2 separate regions of the Mus musculus genome follow, and region 1 is linked to region 2. Evidence: chromatin contacts called from public HiChIP or PLAC-seq data. All regions are on one chromosome and are shown on one strand. The core of a region is the stretch at or near the end of the contact, and the rest is flanking DNA. Distances in the headings are between cores, read along the strand shown. Region 1 overlaps Col6a5 (collagen, type VI, alpha 5). Region 2 overlaps Col6a6 (collagen, type VI, alpha 6).

Region 1 (4,869 bases), core at 671-3,170, 240 kb after region 2:
GTCGCATGTTGGGTCCCTTCTGTTCCTTGCCGGTTGCTCCTTCTCAGACTAGGGGACATGGTGGTGCTACTCCAGAGTAAGGACTCTGACTAATTCTAGCCCCAGAGCTCTTCCTTCATCTTACCTCCACACAAGTACCCAAGCAGGACACGAAAAAACAGGGAGCACTTGGAGAGCCTGACACATGCTATAAAGGATGCAGTAGCCTCCAGCATCATGGCTCTGGAGATGGCAGTAGGGAGGATTACTGCCCATACACAAATTCCATATAGTGAGAAATGCCTGCTTCTGTGGTGTCTTCCCAACTCCTAGCCCCAAATGCACAGAACCTGAGTGCCCTGTGGCTCCTGCCAGCTGCCGCTGAAGAGTGACATCCCTGTAGAATACCATTCTACAGTTTCCTGACCTCACACCCTGCCAAGCTGATTCCTCTACAACATCCAAGAGGCTTTTACAACCATTTACATTTGTGGATTACGTAATCTGTAAAGATAACTAAAATCTTTACTACGTTACGATCATGAAGATGTTATTCTTAAAAAGGGAAACAAACCAGGGCTAGACAGATGGCTCAGTAATTAAGATCACGTGTTGCTCTTGCAGAGGACCCAGAATCAGCTTCCAGTGCCCACAGGCTGGCTCACAACCATTTGCAACTCCAGTTCCAGGGGCTCTGACACCCTCTTCTGACTTTTGTGGACCACTGCAGCCACACCCACATGGTAGCTGCGAGCAGACAAGTTCCACAGGATTGGATGCCCTCTTCTAGTCCCTAAGGTCATTGAGGTCACTGCATGCATATGGTCCACAGACATACAGGCAGGCAAAACATCCACACACAAAAGCAAAACCATAAAAATAACATTTTTACAAATCTACTCTATACATATTTATAAATATATATATATGTGTATATATATATATACACATATACACATAAACAGCACATACAACACAGAGTCTGTTACTAGTTTAACACAATATTGAAACAGTTAAAGTTTCAATACTGAATATTCATTTTTCTTACATCCTACCAGATGAAAGACACGATCCTTCATCTCCTTGTACAAGGGACAGAGCTCCGTGTATGAAAGGAGCAGAAACTCTGGCTGTAGTGAGAAGACAGGGATGTCTACAAGACACAGCCAACCCTATCCCCTTGTGCTCTGTACCCAATCCTGCCACTGAGGAAGGTTGACTAATCGAGAGCTTCCAGGGAGAAGCAGCAATCGATGTCTCCTCTCAGCACACGGTGTTCTAAATGGATTCCTCAGGGGCTAGCCCACAGTATACCCTTATGAAACAAAGGCACAGGAAGCCTTGGTTGATAAAACCAAACAACAGCAAGACACTCACTGGCTTTCCCACAGCTCTGGCAAATTTCACGAACCATTCTCTTCTTCACATCCACATTCTTTAGCTTATTAAAGTCTCGGAAAGTAATTATCTTTTCTGAATTGCCTGTGATGGGCAGAAGCTGTTCCTTATAAACATCCCCTATGCCCAAAGCCAGGACACAGATGCCAAGGTCTTTCAGGACCTTTACCGCGTCTGTCACATCATAGCGTGGAGAACTAGATGTTATAACAACCAGAGTCTGAGGGACACCAGCGTTCCTTCTCCCGCCAACGGATGGATCAAACATGTCACTCACATGCTTGAGAGCAAAGTCAAGGCGTGGCAACCCCTTGCTCTGGGCCACACTGTGGACCTGAGACTTCCACTGAGTCTTGTTCAGAGAGCTTTCCAACTCAATAATTTCCTGATACCGGCTCCCGTATTGAGCCATCCCAATCTTCATTCTTTGAGACTCAATGTCAAAATTATCAATTAAGTCTGACAAGAAAGTTGTCATGGTAACGAACTCTGAATCAGACACCATGTCAGAGCCATCACAAAGGAAAATCACATCAGCTTCCGGAAGGTTACAAGCTGGAACAGAAAGGAGAAGTATAAATTATTTCCTCATGCATCATTCTAAATTGTTCCATTACTGAGCTACTCAAATTGCTTTGCTAAATACTTAAATTGTTTTGCATTAGCAGGGAATTGAGATAAATTAACAGAGGAGAGACTCAGTGATTGGACTGCAAAGAGAAGGAAAAATATCAGGAAAGGGGAGGATAATAGACGTTTTTCAAAGTGTAATTATATTTGCATGAGGTATTGAGAAAGATACTGCAGGCTATTCAGAAAGGAAGTAGGTAATTTGAACAGATTGAATACTCCCATGAAGAGATATTTTGCAAGCCTGGAAGTCTCTGCAATGTCTGCAGATCAGAAGGGGCGAGGTAGCAATACCACAGTGTATTGCTGAAACTTCTGTTGTTGCTGATGTTGCCAGTTTACATGTGTATTAAATAGTATCATTTCCAAAATTCTTTGGGCATGCACTAACATCGTAATTCCCAACCAGCTCATGACACATTCTAACTGTGCATGTATAGAAAGGGGAATTCAGAGTTGGGTAGATTCATAAAAGCACATAAAATAGACTTTTTCTACTTCAGTTTTCTAATGTCTCAATATTAGACGTGTATGAAACAAGTGTGCACTGTTCATAAACATTGCACAGGACCATCCCCCTGAAGCTCAATGTGAAATTTTCTAAAACCAAGAGATAACTTTCTCCAACCTCCAGTCAGAGTCCCTGGCTCTGAACAGCAGAAGGGCAATCACAGATGGAAACCATTGGTTGCCCAGCGTCACACAATTCCCCGTGAAGCAGAGGGGCAGACACAGAGCCAAGCTGCCCAGACAAGCCTTCAAGAAAGATTAAGCTTCTTGCAGTGAGTGGAAGCTCCAGCTGTCAGCTCCTTCAGGTCTGATTTCCGTATAGAGATGTCTTGCAAATGACATCTTTCCCAGGGCAGTTCACACTCCCTCCTCACCCCATCCTTGCCATCTTAGCCTGATGCTGGGCAGCCATCTTGGGAAGTGCTTGCACCAGTGCTACTAAGTTTACAGCCTCATTGGACATGCATCACGGGCTAACTTCTGCCTACCCTGCCTTTCTTTTTATTTCACAAGTGTGATTCCTTAAAATGTGTGTACCCCAAACTCCATCTCAGCATCCACTTCTGAAAGGTGTCATAGGAGACAAGAATAAAGTAGCATGCATATTCCTAGGACAAAACCAGGGTTAGTGATGTACTGGATTTGGCAGGGACCCAGTAATGAACAAGAGGCTGATGAACCCGCAGTCATTTGATGGGGGCAGATGAGAGAAGCTCACCACATTAAGCTATGCACTAAGTGCTAACACCAAGAGAAAGACAAGTGTGCGAGTCTGGGAGCATGGAGCAAACAAAGCTTAAACTTGTTAAGTAGATTGGCTACAGGCAAGTGATAAGCTGATCACAGGGGTTAGAACGAAGTGCACAAAGAGGTGAAGAAATTTCAGAATAGGAAAGAAGACATGAGAAGGGATAAGATGGGATAAGTGCACAACGGTTGGAGAGAGTTAGAAAGCTTCCAAAATGCTGTAGACAGTGGTGTGACATAGTCCAGTGTGTGTAAGATACATCATAAATTTTTGAGAGTGACCCACATGGCAACAGGACAGATGGGTGGAGGGGTGATACACACACTCAGACACACACAGAGAAGAATAGGTACACATGCATATATCACACACCTAAAAGCTCAGATACCATCATGGAACAGAAGGGAGAAAGATTGTAGGAGCCAGAGGTTGAAGAGGACCAGATAATACAGCGTCTTGAGGATAGGAGAGTAGCTGTGACTGAGTCTTGCATGAGATCAATAGGTGAGCATTCTGTCATGGAAGTGGGAGGGATCACCAGTCTTCATCCCTAACTGAGGAACTGTTTGCAGTGGGTGGCTTCTGGGGGAAGTAGACTCGCTTTTCTTTAAGGGTGTCTAGCCCCACAGCTAGCCCCACATCCACAAGTATCTGGGCAGCCCAAACTGGAAAAGAAGATGTGAAGCTGGGGGAGTGGAGGCGAGAGGTGGGTCTGGGAGAGGTTAAAGGAAGGAGGGGGTGTGAATATGATCAACACACATCATAATCAAGTCTCAACAAAGTATTAAACAATAGTTATGACGGCTTACTCTCTTGTGAATTATTACACAGAGTCTCTTGCAGAGGCAGGTAAATATCTCTCAGTTTGTCAAAGTTGTCTACATGGACAGTGTTTTCTTTCTTCCCTGCCATGGTCTCCAGTTCATCTTGGTTGGCATTTCCTACACCCACTGCAAAGATGGTGATGCCTTTGTCTCTGAGTTCCCGTGCTGCCTCGTCGAGTTTATCTCGGTCGTGGGACACGCCATCCGTGATGACAATCATCAGCTGCCTCACGTTCTGCGTCAGGCGGCTGCCATGCTCTTCTGTGAACAGGACGTTGGAATGCTGAAGAGCCTTGGCAGTGTAGGTCTCCCCTCCGGTGTCCCTGGGCCTCCTCAGATGCTCAGCAATGGCTGATCCACTTGAGTAAGTGTTAAGATAGAAGAGGATCTCGGGATGGTTGGAGTATGTGAGCGCTCCAATCTGCACTCGGTCCCTACCAACGTCTGCCTTCTTCACCAAGTGGATGGTGAGGTTCATCATGCTTTCTTGCTCACGTGGACCTATGCTGCCTGAGTGGTCCAGCACAAACACGATGTCTAAGAGTTCGATCCTCTTGCAATCTGAAAAAGAAGTAAACACCAGGCACTCACAAACTCCACCATGCCACCTACATACACTGAGGGAATATGGTCAACGTTTGCCATGAGCATTCTAGGTACACGGCGCCCCAACCTCATTACCCATGTCTCATCTCTCTCATATGTGTATAGCTGTGTGCATGTGGAGGCCAAAAAGCAACCTCGGGTTTCACTCCTCAGAACACCATCTACCTTGGTTCT
Region 2 (5,168 bases), core at 98-2,597:
CTCATGCGGAGGCCAGAGGACATGCCTGGTATTGGTCCTCAGGCACTGTCAGCTTTGGTTTGAGATAGCTGGCTGGTAACAAGTGGCCAGTGAGCTCCTGGTGTCCTTGCACCTGCCTCTTACTGTGGGGTCTTGGGATCCAAATTCAGGCCCTCAGTGCTTACATGGCCAGTGCTTTATTTAAGTGCTGGGCCCATGCCTTAGCTTTCATGGTTATTCTTTCTACTGTTACAGATGGGCGTTTGTATTTGATAAAGCAGTTAATAAGCATCTTAGTAAGGATCATTGACTACCTAGGTTTTGTTCTGATTTGTCTTCTACTGTGTCTTGTTTGGGAGAATACTTTGCTGGTCGGTAACTCCAACAACAGGCATCAACAACAGGAATTCGGATTAAATAATTCAGATTTTCCAACTGGAGCCTAGCTCTAGTGAACCTTATAGAAAGCAAGATGTGGCATGTTCTAGATAAAGCAGGAGTGGACAGGTACTGACTGTAGCTTTCCATTCCTTGTGGTCACAGATTCCTCCATCTGTGTAGATAATCGGGAGGCAGCCATGCTCTGCTTACTGAGTAGAGGCAGTGGGATGAGTGGCACAGATGAGCTTGCTTCTATTCCTAAGTGTGTGTGTGTGTGTGTGTGTGTGTGTGTGCGCGCGCGCGCGCGTGCGTGCATACCCATATACATATCGTGCATCCAGAAAATGTACTTTAGAAAGCAAATGTGTTGTTCATGTGGCAGGGATGCTTGCCCATTTTTACCGCCCACCAATTTAGGCTCTGCCTGTCTCTGCTTTGGAGTCTGGCACAGCACGTAGGCAGCTTTGTGTCTTCAGTAAAAGTAGAGCTGAGTGCTTACACAAAGCCTTGCTATGGGCTCGCCCTCTGGCCATCTGTCTTGATTGCCTGTGGCAAGAGTCCACACCCTTTCTGTTACAGACCAGCTCCGGCATGTTTCCTCAAATCCACAGGTAATCCGGAGGCACGGCATTCTCGGGGTGGCATCTCATCTGTCTGGCCAGCCCCTGCGCCTAGCAGGCAGACTCCTCAATCCCATGTTCCTCTCTGCCTCGCTCTACTTGAAAGGCCCAGGAGGGAGCTTCAGAAGCAGCCCCGACTCCTCTCATCATCATCTTGAGTTACTTAGGGGCGGCCTGGGAGTCCCGGGCGATTACACCACCAGGGAGTTCATGGACAGTGGTATACATTCCACATCTCAATTCCTTGGTGCCCCAGCCACTTGGCCACTTCAGATTCACAGGAGAAGCTGAGCCTCCTCTGTATCAAGGGCACCGTAGAGAAGGAGAGATTCCCTGTTTAAACGCCCTGAGGATTCTGTCTTCCCACTTGATCCTGTCTTCAAACAAAGCAGTTTCTAAAATTGCCTCTCGAGTGTGTCGGTTAGTGCCGACACCTGCCTTTGCAGTCGGAGCTGGCTGCAAATTTGTCAAGCCCGGTAGGATGAACACTTAAGCCTCTGCCTCAGAAGGCAGAGAAGAAAAGCATTTTCTTCTATGGCTGTTCCTCCCTCCCTCGCCATGACAGTTTTTCATTTTTCTTTGATGTTGGGCTCTGGCATGGAGACACACAGTATCTTCTGGTGACCCCATCCTATGGCTTGGCCTGCCAGCTTCTAGACAGATTCCCAGATGCTGGGCCCCTTTTGTCAGTTAGCTAGCTGCTGGGCACAGTGCCTCAGAATATCACCACCTTCCTGCTAGGATGGCTGGGTGGAGACAAGCAAAGACAAAGGCAAGGATGCCACTATTTCCCAATACAGCATGCCAGGCCACAAGCCCCCGTGAAGGGAATGGGAAAGGGAGGGAGGCCAGGGGAGCCGGAAGATGCTCAGTCACTGGAATGTAGAAACTGGGGATTTCAAGTGAACAGAGGCTCTGAGCCCCCAGTGAGGAATTTCTTTTTCCATCACTTAGAAAACCCAAAATTCAAAACTAACAGCAGTTACAGTGAGCTAAGCCTAGGTGCACAGCCCTCCAGAGTTCCTTGAAGCTGCCACACCTGCCTCAGCCCAAGTGTCAGTCCAGTCAACTCTAAACAGTGCCAGGCACCCGCAGCAGGGGGCGCCCTACTCCTCTTGGACTAGCTTCATGGCCGCTTTTCACTGGACTTCAGGAAACATTTGCTGCTGGACAGTTCCCCGGCTCGCTTCATGGCTGGAGGGAAGCCAGAGCCTCCAGGCAGGAGCTTCTCAGGGGTCCTTAGCATCCAGGCTGGGAATGCCTGCCCAGTCCAGATGATCACACAGAGGGCACACACTCCAAGGGAGACACACCAAGCCTCCCTAATGCTAATGGGGGTCTGTCTAAGCATGAGCCAGGTGATGGTGCTTGGTCATGGCCTACAGCTGGGTGTTAGTTCAGTCGCTTACCAAAGAAGTGCTCCTAGCTACCTGATGGCTCCGTGGGCCAAGAGCTTGCCACACAACTTAAGGACTGGAATGGGATCCCCAGAACCCATTAAACCGGGTTCTGCAGCCCTGTAAGTCCAGCATGGCACGAGGTAAGATGCTATCCCTGAAGCGAGCCTGCCAACCAGACTTGCTAGACCATCATGCTGCCTCAGGGGGGGGGGGGGGACTGTGCCCCGTACAGGAGGAGAAAGACGACACCTGACTCAGGCTTCTTCATGTGCATCCAAGTGTACACGTTCATGCACATCACACACAGAACGGGGAAGTCATTGATACCGTGGTCGCAACCATCTTACATGCTATCCTTAAAATTCTTTAGCAAACGTCTCTTAAAGAACATTCTCTTCTACACACCAGGAAGCCCATCCAATCAAGTATTGACCATACTCAAATCTCCCCAGATGTTTCCAAGTCATGGTTATATTAGCCTTGTCTTTCTGTTCTAGGATCCAATTAAGGTTCAGAGAATTCGGATTAGCTTCCCTGTCTTCAGTTCTCTCACCCCAAACAAAGCTCATCTTTATCCCTTCATCCATGATGCAAGACCTACAGTCTAACAGTTCCACACCCTGGGGTTGCCGAGCGATGATGGCCTCATTAACCTCTAGTCAAGCATTTCTGGCAAGAACTTCACACAGGTGATGACTGTGTGTCCCACTCTGTCACCTCAGACGATACAGACTGCACATAACACCCACACCTCGGAAGCCATGCAGCACCAGCTGTACACACCCAATAACTTGAGGTTGGCTCCTGGATCCCACAGTGCACGCTAGAGACCCGACTCCCCAAAGCTGGACTCTGACCTCACAGGAGCTTATGCTGCTGTGCGTACCATACATACAGCGATACATTAGATAAATCACTCCGTGCTTCTTTCTGGACTTGCTGTCCGAGACTAGGCTCGGGGACTCAGGACATCTCACCCTCTAGACATGACACTGGTAGGGGGCCTTGTTTTGTTTTAACCGTGGTTTTGCTTCCCTGGAGGATCTCCATTGTCTTGGGCTGGGCTTGGTCTTTCCTCACCCGATCCCGAGTGTGTCTTGGGCACCAAGAAACCCCAGTTCCTTTGAGTACACGATGCTGTTTAAAAAGCAAGATCTGCCCACTGGGCATACTTGCTGCTACTGGAGTGTCCCATTGGGTGCTTTGTTTCAACAATTGGACTTTTCATTTAAAAGAGGAAAAAAACCTCTATTTGGTTATTGCCAGATCTACTTGGTCATTTAAAAACCATCTCTAGTTCCCTCAATTCATATTTTAATATGCTGTAACAGATTTCTGACTGCTAAAGTGGGTGAGGGGAGAGAGAGAAAGAGGAAGAATTGAGGAATCAGGAGGGTTTCACATCTACCTAAAACGTCACACCCAGCACATGGAATGAACATACCTTCGAAACTGGCGTGGGGGCGGCTTCAGATCCCTAGAGCCGAGTCTGTTGCACTTGGCTTTGAGGTTGACCGGTGGATACTTGTTTATCCCATCTAGAAAGAGAAAAGGCTCCGATAAAGCTCTCCGTTGGTCTGTCTGTTCTGTACAGTACCACAGCAGTTGCCAATGTCCATCCAAAGATGGTCACAGGGCATGAGAAATGTCCCAGAGAAGTCCCCAAACCAAGTTTGGGAAAGAAGTCTCTAGTGAATATGTTGGTGAATTCAAACAACTTTTCATTAAAATGCCTGTAGCTCCTAACGTCGTCAGCCATTATGAAACGCAGGCAGTCCTAATAACGCTCTTGCCTTTGATAGGAGCTCATTAGAGTTTATTTTTTGTTTTTGTGGCATATCCAAGTGCGAAGGGAACAGGGTAGTCCCTTTATGGTCTTTATGTTAGCAACACACTACATGCCTTTGGGTTCAATTCACCGATTCACTTCATTTGGAAGAGTATTAATTTTTCATAACAATAAAGCATGCTTTAATCCATTTGAAAATGCAAAGCTTTTTTTTTTTAACAGAGAAAAATTTTTAAATGTGTTATGCATGCCTGAAAGCGTGAAGTCAAAAAGATTTGTTAAGCAAATACCTTTCTGGAAAAGCCAGGCCTGGTGTCAAGTACTTACAATCCTGGCACTGGGGAGGTGACAAAAAGATAGGATTTACTGGTGATGCTGGGTTATACTGGCCAGCCAGCCTAGCCTGCTGGACAAGTTCTGCATCACTGGGAATCTCTGTCTCCAAAGGACGGTGCCTGAGGAGTGACACCTGAGGCTGTCCTCTGGCTCACACATGTACATGTGGCACATGCATGCACACATGCGCGCGCGCGCGCGCAAACACACACACACACACACAGAGCCTCTTGCTGGTTGAGTAGGTTCTTCCAACTAACAGGCATGTCCTGGACTACAACAGGGCATATGTTCAAAACTGCTCTTACAAGAAGGGCAGTATGCTCTACCATATGGCCTTCAGGGTTTTTGTCTTACATAGGAGTTTTGTTTTGAGGTAGGGTCTTACTAAGTGGCTTGGGCTGGCTTACAGCAATCCTCCTGTCTCTGCCTCTCCAAAGCAAACATTACAGGTGTGTGCTGGGCCCACCAGATCTGGCTTGGGGTTTTCTTTTCTTATTTGAACAGTATGTAGAAGGTTGCTGACTCAGCAGCTTTGCCTCCCTTAGGGAATGTGCTGCTCTGAAGTGGACCATGTCCTGCTGTCTGCTTTGTGGTCGTGCGCCAAATGAGTCACAGACACTTTGAAGGCATCCGAAGCTTCAGAGGGCATCTGGCCAAGTC

What was found. HiChIP or PLAC-seq counts read pairs in DNA pulled down with a chosen protein or histone mark.
Region 1: a contact with region 2 is called in an H3K27ac HiChIP or PLAC-seq map of VIP interneurons, with 5 times the contacts expected there. The contact joins two enhancer-like sites. A contact is called at or near these places in 1 of 484 Hi-C or Micro-C datasets (embryonic fibroblasts) and 2 of 115 datasets of contacts at active chromatin or transcription factors (VIP interneurons and embryonic stem cells).

Annotation. Positions count from the first base shown.
Region 1 is chr9:105,926,686-105,931,554 of GRCm38.p6, forward strand. It overlaps Col6a5 (collagen, type VI, alpha 5), which reads right to left. Exons shown (of 41, transcript NM_001167923.1): 7 at 4,075-4,650; 8 at 1,357-1,932. Among named protein-coding and RNA genes, the nearest start is that of Col6a5, 32 kb to the right of the region's middle. Within about 2 kb of position 1,921, at least 9 of the 459 cell types and tissues checked have an H3K27ac peak or open chromatin away from gene starts, as enhancers often do. A contact at or near this core is called in VIP interneurons, where this site is marked.
Region 2 is chr9:105,691,889-105,697,056 of GRCm38.p6, forward strand. Col6a6 (collagen, type VI, alpha 6) reads right to left here. Exons shown (of 37, transcript NM_001102607.1): 36 at 3,825-3,918. Among named protein-coding and RNA genes, the nearest start is that of Pik3r4, 51 kb to the left of the region's middle. Within about 2 kb of position 1,348, at least 27 of the 459 cell types and tissues checked have an H3K27ac peak or open chromatin away from gene starts, as enhancers often do. A contact at or near this core is called in VIP interneurons, where this site is marked.